2 separate regions of the Ovis aries genome follow, and region 2 is linked to region 1. The links are chromatin contacts, called in public Hi-C maps. All regions are on one chromosome and are shown on one strand. The core of a region is the stretch at or near the end of the contact, and the rest is flanking DNA. Distances in the headings are between cores, read along the strand shown.

Evidence for each region. A called contact is a pair of places that touch in the nucleus more often than the background predicts.
Region 2: a Hi-C map of mixed tissues shows a contact between it and region 1, with 2.3 times the contacts expected there. The contact joins the enhancer-like site here to the promoter of CPEB4 in region 1. A contact is called at or near these places in 4 of 16 Hi-C or Micro-C datasets (hypothalamus, liver, mixed tissues and 1 more).

Annotation. Positions count from the first base shown.
Region 1 is chr16:5,766,904-5,772,152 of ARS-UI_Ramb_v3.0, forward strand. It overlaps CPEB4 (cytoplasmic polyadenylation element binding protein 4), which reads left to right and starts at 2,921. Exons shown (of 10, transcript XM_060400575.1): 1 at 2,921-5,249. The coding sequence starts at 4,354.
Region 2 is chr16:5,834,160-5,839,408 of ARS-UI_Ramb_v3.0, forward strand. CPEB4 (cytoplasmic polyadenylation element binding protein 4) reads left to right here. Exons shown (of 10, transcript XM_060400575.1): 9 at 729-910; 10 at 3,495-5,249. The coding sequence ends at 3,722. Among named protein-coding and RNA genes, the nearest start is that of C16H5orf47, 30 kb to the right of the region's middle. Within about 2 kb of position 2,747, at least 6 of the 54 cell types and tissues checked have an H3K27ac peak or open chromatin away from gene starts, as enhancers often do.

The DNA of each region.
Region 1 (5,249 bases), core at 1,671-4,170:
CCAAAGAGGGCTGGGCCAGCAGAGTCCATTCACTAGCCTACAACTTCTTGGAAAGTGTGTCAGCTCTCAATGGACAGGAAGGGAGATTTTTTTTTTAAAAGGTTTAATAAAAAATAATCTGGTAGCTCCTTAATGTCCAGGGATAGCTCCCTTTCTCTGCAACCTGAAAGCTTCCCAGTGAGCATGTTTCATGGGAGGGGCTCTCTTCTGCTAACAGAGTTTTCAAGCCAGCGCTCATCTGCAACTGTTGATCTCTTTGGAAATCCTAAATAGAGCTGCTGAATTGTTGTCATGGTTACCTGGGGCAGTTTCTGAGCCATTATGTTCTCAAGGAAGGCAGTTCTGAGCTCGGTATCCTGGGTTTCTGAGTAGTCAACTGACTCAAGAGAATTGTTTCCCTCTTCCTTCTCCCATGCTCTTAATTGCTACCCAGAAGTCTGATGTCTCCAGAGATCATCTTAGCTTCAGCCCAGCCCAAACCCTGATTTAGCTTTAAAAGATCAGGCTGACCAACCAGCATCCTGACTATGGCGCTGGCGTGCCTCCTCCCTCTACAAAGTGACCTAAGTTTCTAGATTCACTCATGCATGCAGTTTCTGGGAAAAAGACACTAGTGAAGTAGTTCTCTATGCTTAATATGTCAATAAGGAACTGACATTTTTGAAAACCTCCTATGAACCCAGCACTTCACTGTAATTTACTACCTTCTAGCCAGGGAGGAACTATCATTCAGATTTTATTGATAAGGAATCAGGGGATTGTAGAGGTGATTTCTGCCCAGAGCTCTACAATTAGGCAGTAGAAGATCTGGGATTCAAATAACCAGTTTGGTTCTAAAGATACCCCTCTTTTCTTCAAGCATGGCAGCTATTTCAGACACTAAGAATTGGCAGCCCCAAAAGACTCTCAACCATCTACTGAATATTAAACATTCATTCATTCATTCAATAAACATATTCTGAGTCCACTCTGCCAAATCCTCTGAAGGCCACTAGCGACACACAGATAAATCAGACAAAATCTCTGCCTGTGGGGGGGGGGAAAAAAAAAACACGACTAACTGACAACCAGAAGTAACTAAATGAGGAGAATCTACAAGATGCTACACAAAGGAGAGTCAGGGAAACCATTCTGGAGGAAAGGACACCTAATTGAACCACCTCAGTCTCAAGGTATGGCCAGTTATGGGGAATAAACAGTAGAATAAGACCCAATCCCTAACACTCAAGGAACTCAAAGCAGAGTTACAAAGACTCATGTTCAGGACATAAGACAATAAATAAATAAATAAAATCACTGATTCAGATCCCAAACAGGTGTTCTACATGGAATATGGGAGGACTGATAAACTGAGGCAGCAGAAGTTGGGACCACTGAGGAAAGACTAGTGGAAGTCATTTCCTTTCATGAGATCTTTCTTAAAAGTCTGTGATCTCTCCTTTTTACTCCCTACTTTTTGCCATAGTCACTTGTGGATCTACTCTGATTTCTTCATTTTTCATTTTCTACTAAATGAAGATACTCACTATTCAACATCTTTAGAACCTTTGCTGAGAGCAAGGCGTTAATTTAGGTCCTGATGGTGGTCATGTACAAAGACAAGGAACCCTTGAATAGCAAATGAATAACCTAAATGATGACAGTTTGAGAGACGTTAGCCCCAAACCAAATGGCAGACCTGAAAAAAGGATTCAGGAAGAATATCACTGTAGTTGGTTTGTTCACTCTTTTTTTTCAGCATCCATTCGCTAATGATTCCTATCTATCAATACAAGGTCCTCTCCTCAAAAAGCCCACAGGTGACCACAGGTCCAGGAGACATAAGCAACCATTACAATAGAGGGTGACAAGCATGAGAAATATACTGGGCCATGGACATCCATTTAAGAGGGATTTCAGAAGACAGAGTTGGTAGCTTTTGATCCGATTCCTAAAACTAAATTAGAGTTTACCAGGTGGAGGAGAGAGGAAATGGAAGGTAAAAAGGAACTGAGATTACATTTGGAGGAGCTTGTTGTGGGGCGTTTGGAGGAGATGAGATGTTAAGATATACTGCCCCTAGAGTGCAAAACACTTGAATATGAGGATAAAAAGTTTGGTCTTTTTCAAGGAGGTAGTGGGCAGTCGTAGAGAGAGCAGAACAGGTGAGGATCCTGGTTAAGATTCTTCATTTTGGAAATGTGCCCCTAATAAGCGGGTAAGGTACATTAGAGCGGGTGGGGATAAGGAGGGCTTGGCCACGGACGCCGCAGCTGTATCTTTGTGCCTGAAACACTGCACCGGACGGGAGCCTAAACCAAGCAGGAGGAGTGGGGGTTGGGGGATGGAAGGTGAAGGGAGAGTCCCGCGTAAGATCCACTTTCAGGACAAGCACATACGCAATTCTAGACACCTTACAGCAGCTGGTAAAACCCGCCTCCTCTTCCAGATCCCTCCGGGGCGGAGCTCGAGCCAAAGCACGAGATGCCTGGGGAACCACGTTTACTCTGGGCAGTCCTCCCGATCATCCGCGGTTTCATGGGTAGCCAATCCAATCTCCTACTCCTGGACTCTTTTCCACAGTGCTAGGAAAATCCGTTTTCTTCCGCGCGCCCCTGTACGCTCCTCCTGCAGAGCGTGGTTAAGCGAAATAAACAGCGCAGTAGTCCTTTGCCCACACTAAAGATGGCGACTCGCTGGGTTCCCTCTGGGTAGTAGAGCGAGTTCCAGGCTCCAGGCCTCACTGGGCGAGGCACAGACGGAAGGGGCGTCTCTCGACGTAACTTTTCGACCTTCCTGGGAGGGCACCTGGGTTGTGGGCGTGGCCTTATCTGAATTCTAGCAGCTTATTGGCCTTTAGGCAGGTGGGCGGGGTGTCTGGCCTAACCCACCCCTCCCTTCTCGAACCGGAAGTGTCTCTCGGTCTTTCCAGCTGGTTGTCATTTCACTCGGCTAGGTCCTGAGGAGAAGGACTCAGCCGCGGCTGCTGGACCCGGGCACCGGGAGGCGGCGGCGGCGGCGGCAGCGGCAGCAGCAGCGGCGGCGGAGGCGACAGCAGAAGAGGAAGAGGAGGAAGAAGGAGAGAAGAAGAGCCAGGCGGAGTTCGCAACTACGACGGCGGGGACTGCGGGACCGGGGTAAAGCGGCGGCGACGACGACGGCCCAGCAACCGTGAGGAGAAACAAAAGCCTTCTAAATTATAGTTAAAAAAAAAATCTGGGGGCAAAAAGAGAGAGAGCAAAGGGGGGAGGACCTTCTTTTTTAGAACAACTAAGCTAGTGGGGTTTTCTTTTTTCCCTCTCCCTCCCCCCCCGCACCCCCCAAGCCCCATCCCCCCACCCCCCCCTCCCCCGCGGAGAATCGAACTGAGAGAACTGAACAAACCGCTCCTGGGTCCCATGAGGGAAAAAAACCCCGGAGCCGCAGAGAGGGGAAGAGGCCGAAACCGCAGGACCTTCCAGGTCGCCCCCTTGGTCCCCGCACCCCCGGGCCGCCAGCTCGTCCTCGTCGAGTCTCCCTAATCCATCCTGATCGCGACACCCCCACGAGGGAGAAACGGGTGTGTTTCCAAACCATTTCATGGGGGAGAGAAGGCCAGGGGGAGCCCAGGAACAGCGACCGCAGCAAGATCTGCACCCAGAGCTTCAGGAACAGCCCCAGAGGCCAAAACTGCACCCCGTGAAAGAGCAGAAACAGGATCAGGAAGAGCAGAAACCTCCCTGCAATCATCTTTCCATTAGTCAATGCTGATTTCCTCTCCCGCAACCAGGAATTTGCCCCCCACCCCAGATAACCTAATATAATCTATCTATATATAAATATATAATATATAATGTTCTTAAATTATTCCTGATTTTTTTAACCAAGCTGCCAAGAAAAGAACCTATTCTCCTCTTAGCCCTATTCTAATTTTTATGTGAGTGAATCTAAACTGCTGAAGAAGACCATATGTGATTGTTAAATTATATATATATATATTTTTACTCCTCGCAATGCTTATTCTTCTACATCCATAGATGCTTGAGAAGCTGTGTTTTTGTCATTCATGTACGTTTTCCTTTGGAAAAAGAAAGCGCCTATTTTACTAACCAAAGACTTGATTTTTGCCCTCTTCGTTTTTATTCCCTCCTAGAAATAAGCCTAGTTGGATTCATGTCAGTGTTTTAAGATTGCTTTTTTTTTTTTTTTAAGTTTTTTTTTTTCTTTCAGAGACCAGAATTCCAAATCTGAACTATTTAGGGTGATAAGCTGCATCTTTGAGCTAGCTAAAAATAAGACGTTTCAAACAAGCAACTTACATTTGGAGTAGAGGATACAAAGGCTTGAGATACCAGGTTGTTTTTTATCTTAAGATTCTGAGCCTAAAAATAATAAATGGGGGATTACGGGTTTGGAGTGCTAGTGCAAAGCAATACTGGGAATAAATCTGCTTTTCCAGTCAGATTCCATCCACATCTGCAGCCTCCACACCATCACCAAAATGCCACCCCCAGCCCTGCTGCTTTTATAAATAATAACACAGCTGCCAATGGCAGCAGTGCCGGGTCAGCTTGGCTCTTTCCTGCTCCGGCTACCCATAACATTCAGGATGAGATCTTGGGATCAGAAAAAGCAAAAAGTCAGCAACAGGAACCGCAAGATCCTTTGGAAAAGCAGCAGCTCTCCCCCAGTCCAGGTCAGGAAGCTGGAATATTGCCTGAAACTGAGAAGACTAAATCTGAAGAAAATCAAGGGGACAATTCTTCAGAAAATGGCAATGGGAAGGAGAAAATAAGAATTGAATCACCAGTGTTGACAGGGTTTGATTATCAAGAAGCCACGGGGCTAGGTACTTCTACCCAACCCTTGACATCAAGCGCATCGTCTCTCACTGGTTTCAGTAACTGGTCAGCAGCGATAGCGCCTTCCTCCTCTACAATCATCAATGAAGATGCAAGTTTCTTTCACCAGGGAGGGGTCCCGGCTGCTTCGGCTAATAACGGTGCTCTGTTGTTTCAAAATTTCCCCCATCATGTCAGCCCTGGCTTCGGAGGCAGCTTCTCTCCTCAGATTGGGCCTCTCTCACAGCACCACCCTCATCACCCTCATTTCCAACATCATCACAGCCAGCATCAGCAGCAAAGGAGGTCTCCTGCCAGTCCCCATCCCCCACCTTTCACACATAGAAATGCTGCTTTTAACCAGCTGCCTCATTTGGCGAATAATCTTAACAAGCCCCCTTCTCCGTGGAGCAGCTACCAGAGTCCCTCTCCTACACCGTCTTCTTCCTG
Region 2 (5,249 bases), core at 1,497-3,996, 67 kb after region 1:
TCACGGTTTGTTCCCATGACCCCATGTGCTCAACAGCTACTTACTGAGCACTGAAATTCACAACAAGGTCCTCAGCAGTGCATCGTGTTTTTAGAGCAGTACTCACAGAAGAAATTTCATCCTTAACTTCAAATAATATGAGTTTTAATATTATAGGTGAGATGAAGAACATAAACAAGAATGCCATTTTAAAATTGTAACATTTTGTGGAGAATACGATTCATTTATTCTTTCAAATTTAAATTTGGCGAATAGCTAGACTATAGGGAAAGGTAAAAGGGTTTTAATGGAAATCTTCTCAAAGGGCTCCCAGAGAGTCTACCAGTTAGCTTCCTGGTGCTAAATGATAATTAAGCATTACATTGTCAACTGGTGAATTCATGGTGGCATCGCGATATGGAGCAGATAGACCAGGGTACCAAGTCCAGCACAACCGCTTTACTTTCCGTGACCTTGCGTAGGTTGATCATTCTCTCTGTGCCTCAGTTTCCCCAGGAAATCACTACTTACATCATAGGGTTGTTTAGATTATACGTGAAACACTCAGCAGTCCCTGTCCTTAGTCACAGTAGATTAAAATCAACACAACGGACAACTGATTATAATAACTAGTTTCATTTTAATAATTACTATAATGATGGACAGATAAGCTTCTTTCGATGAAACCTTTGGTGAGCCAGATGATGTTTCCTGGTCTCGAATGTCCTCTCTACTCCTTCCATATGTAGTGGAGCTCGCCATGATAATGGACCGGCTGTACGGAGGCGTGTGCTATGCTGGGATTGATACCGACCCTGAGCTGAAATACCCCAAAGGAGCTGGGCGAGTCGCATTCTCTAATCAACAGAGTTACATAGCTGCTATCAGTGCCCGCTTCGTGCAGCTGCAGCATGGAGAGATAGATAAACGGGTAAGTCCTGGACTGCATTCTGGGGAGTTCTCCGAATGGCCCTCCGTGTCATTACCAAGCTCAGAATGGGTGAATTTTATATGACAGTGAAGTGACAGCTGATTTATGCCCATTGGATCCACTAGATGCAAGTTCTAGAGCATATCTTAAGAATTTCCTGTGGATTTTTTCTGTCTCTTAGTGTTCTGAGTAGCCTAACAAAATACTCAAGTCACTTTGCTTGAGTCCACTTAATCTTTCCTAAGCTATCACCTCCATCCATTCATTTACTCAGTTAGTCATTCAATAAATATTTACCAAATCCTTTGTACTTCATTATATTAAGTATATAGACTTGAATGCCTTTGAGATCTCCTCACCTTTTTTTTTTTTAACCTGGGATATCAAGAATACCTCAGCAAGTCCTATTTTCCTATGCACTGTGTAACAAATGATTGAATAATTCACTTCAAGGACTGTGTCTAAGAAATAATATTTCATTATAACAGATTAAGTAGAAGAACTCAGAATCCTTCCATTTGTAATCTCTTTTACCACCTGAAATTTGGTGGTAGTTCATTAGAATTATTTTCACACTTTAAATTCCTCTTTGTTGTGTTTATCCTCTGCATCAGAAGGCTGGAGAAAACCTCAGAGATAACTCTTCTGTTTCTTAATGTATTGTATTTGAGACTCTGTGTTCACTTATATGTCTTCTTTGCATTCACAAATTTCTTAGCTTTGTGTTTCAGACATTCAACAAATACTTTAGTGCCTAGGGCAAGAAGTCTCTGTACTCATGGGTTTATGTTCTGGTGGATGGAGTGTGGCCTGTGAATCGACTGCTAGTTGGTAAATGGTTTGCTATGAGTTTGTGTTGAGATAGGAATTCACCCTAGAATCCACTGCACTAGGAAGCACAGTGTTTAGTTCAGTTGAGATTTTTTCACAGAAAGACCTTCTTGATGAAGAAAGCAGTGCATTGATTTTCATTCTAGTGTCAGCTCCTTATTTCATGCCAGACTGGTACTTTGGTTAGGGCTGACTGAGATACCAGCACTCCAAAGCCCTATCCTCAAAAGTCTTTCCTGATTGACTGTATTGTGACTTTCTCAATTTAGTACGTAAAAACTGTCAGTCACTAGTGGTTTACATGGGAGAAGGAAATGGCAGCCCACTCTAGTATTCTTGCCTGGAGAATCCTTTGGACAGAGGCGCCTGGAGGGCATGCTGTCGATAGGGTCGCACAGAGTCGGACACGACTGCAGCGACTTAGCAGCAGCAGGAGCAGCAGCAGCAGTGGTTTACATTTACTGCTTATGTTCCATTTCATGTATATTCCACACAAGTGGTAGCTGAGAATTTCTCGTCCTAGTGGTCATCGTACTGTGAATATGTTAAAGAGAAAGGTATAGATCTGTTAATAAACATGGAGGAAGGGGGCAGGATTAGTTGCTGTATGTATTACCACACCTCCTGGATTTTTATTTGCACGAAAAAATATGTACATTTGAGTAAACAGTCTCTCCCACCTCATTGCTTCATTCCATCATCGGTTTGGGAGTTGTAAGGTTAGCCATTAGAAATTCAGACTTAATTTGTATCCCGCTAGGATCTCCAGTCCTCTGGCCAGTCTTCTTGCCACACTGTAGGTGTTATGGAATGGCCTCGGGGCCAGAAGCCTAATCTGCTTGTTACATCTGCTCTGCTGGCCTTCTGTGTCACTCCTCTTTTTGTTCATGGTCTGCCTTCCTCAGGATCCCTTGTCAGAAGTGGATGGCAGCAGTGGTAGTGATAGCCTGGTGTAAGGGAGTTTCAATTGTGAGTCTCTCCAAGTCTAAAAATAACCAACTCTTTTTCTCACTGGAGAATCAAGAGCCAGGTTATTTTTAATGCTTGAGAGGCTCAAATGACAGATCGGCCTATTGAACACTGGAACAGACCCAGTTTTATAAATTTACCTCTGACTTTTAGACTGAGGTAAACCGTTCTTCCTGACAAAGAACAAAGCAAGGTTTTAGATTATGAGTACTATGGCTGTGTCTTGTTTTCCTGGAGTTTGAGGTTTGTGATTATAACCCAAGATGTGTACACTGTAAATAGAAACCATGACCTTCTTACAGCTCAGAGGTTTACGGTATAGAAGTCAGGCAGCTTCCCTCTGATTTGTACATTGAAGTGCTGTTTTGTGGCTCTGGGAATCTCTTAGTTGGTCTTGTGCAAATTATAATTCCACGTATGACAAGAATCCAGATCCACTAATTAAAGTGATGGTTTGTGCCTATGAAGACTCTCCCGTGGGTTTAACCTTGTAATGTTCTTAAACATTAAGCTGGCTTCACTTTTAAATTTATGCTGGAACCTTGTCTTTCATTTGAAAACTCTTTAATTAATAAGACAAAAATGTAAAATAATGGGCATAAAAACCTTACTAGTTCCTTAAAAGATGATAATTTAATTTCAGTAAAGGAGTTATTGACTCTTCCTTTTGGACACCTTGGCACAGATTCATTCATTCAGTGGATGGAAATGTACACACATGTCTGAGTTGCTAGGTCCATTCACTGAGAAGTGTTCAACACCTTTCTTTTATTTTTGATTGCAGGTGGAAGTTAAGCCATATGTCTTGGATGATCAGCTGTGTGATGAATGTCAGGGGGCCCGTTGTGGGGGAAAATTTGCTCCATTTTTCTGTGCTAATGTTACCTGTCTGCAGTATTACTGTGAATATTGCTGGGCTGCTATTCATTCTCGTGCTGGCAGGGAATTCCACAAGCCCCTGGTGAAGGAAGGTGGTGACCGTCCTCGACATATTTCATTCCGCTGGAACTAAAGGATAACTACAGTGCTCATTTTCAGGCCTCAGAATAAGTGCACTCTTCTGTTAATTCTGCCCCCTTCCTCAACCTCTTCACGCTGGCATGTCCTTTTGTGCAGTCTGTAACTTAACAGTAGTCTAACAGAGAGAATGACCTATAATATAGGTGTTTTGTAGATTCCTGTGTCACTGAAAACAAGATGTATGAACTCCTTTTTTGTATTGCCATCATGTTGCATGGAAGTTTCATTCTCTTGTTTTGCTGGAGACTAAGAGGATCCAAACTTCCTGCAGCATTTTCTTAGAGGAGAGAGAGAAATATTAAAAGAAAAATGAAACAATAGAGTATTTTGGGTTTTTAATTAAATTATTGTTGATAATATAACAGATAAGAATACTTTTATTAAAATAACCACATAACAATAACACTATCAGTCTCTCCTGATGTGGGGTTTCCCCCAGGGAAGTGCTTTTGCCTTTCTCTTTCTTTTCTTTCATCTTTTTTGCCTCTCTTTTTTTCCCATCCCTTTTCTGTTCTTTCAACAGCAGTGGAGGAAGTTAACAATTATTAACAGGAAAGAGCATGTTAAAGCAAACACAAATGCATGAGCAAGATTGAAGCAGCATTATAACTAATTTTAAGGGTTTAGAGGCAGAATATCATTTCATTATGCCTCAAAGTTACTACCACATCAGAAAAAAAAAAAGTAGGCAGAGCTAGATTTATTTTCTTTTAAACAGGTTTTTAAATTTAGAATGTAAAAGTTGGGTACATTTATTTCTGAGGGGAGTGCACTTATTTATTTTTAAACTTTTACTTATCCAGTCACAGCCCCAGGAAACCTACCAAAGCTAGACTTAATGACAACTGGTGGGAAAACTAGCATTTCCTCTCCTAAAGAACAAATGTATAAATTTTATTTTTGATGTTATATATAAACTCTATATCCTAATTTCCTAACACTCATCAGGTGTCAGCCTTTGCTCTCCATTTTGACATTAAAAAAAAGCAAGCAAACAGATCAAGAGATACCTCAAGGATATCATTTTTGATTTTGTGTTAGACTACCATGTATAGCCAAAACTGGAAGACAAAACCAATATTCAAATTGGCTGCTGATTGGCTTACTTTTAGATTTAAAGTTACTTTGGATATCCTGTAATTTAGTTGTAACATAGAAAATGAAAACAAAAAGTAGTTGCAAAGTGTTTTGCACTGTTGAACTAAGTAACTGTGTAAATCTGTGCAAAGGTACGTATGTTTATCTTACTCTTCCTATAAAATAAAATAACATTACAGTTTCAGAATTTAGCATGGGACATAGTCAGTGTTTGAAGTGCCAACTTCATCAAGTAATGCATGCTTTATTATAAATAAAACTCTAGCTTTTGAAAGGCGTTATTATGTGTTGAACAGTATGCTTCAGGGGTAAATTGAAAAATAGTCTCTTGAAGCCCTGGTCATTGGAAGTAACTTTTATTCTAATGGACATTTTCTTATGAAATGCCCTATCCACCATGAAAAGGATTATTATCATCAGT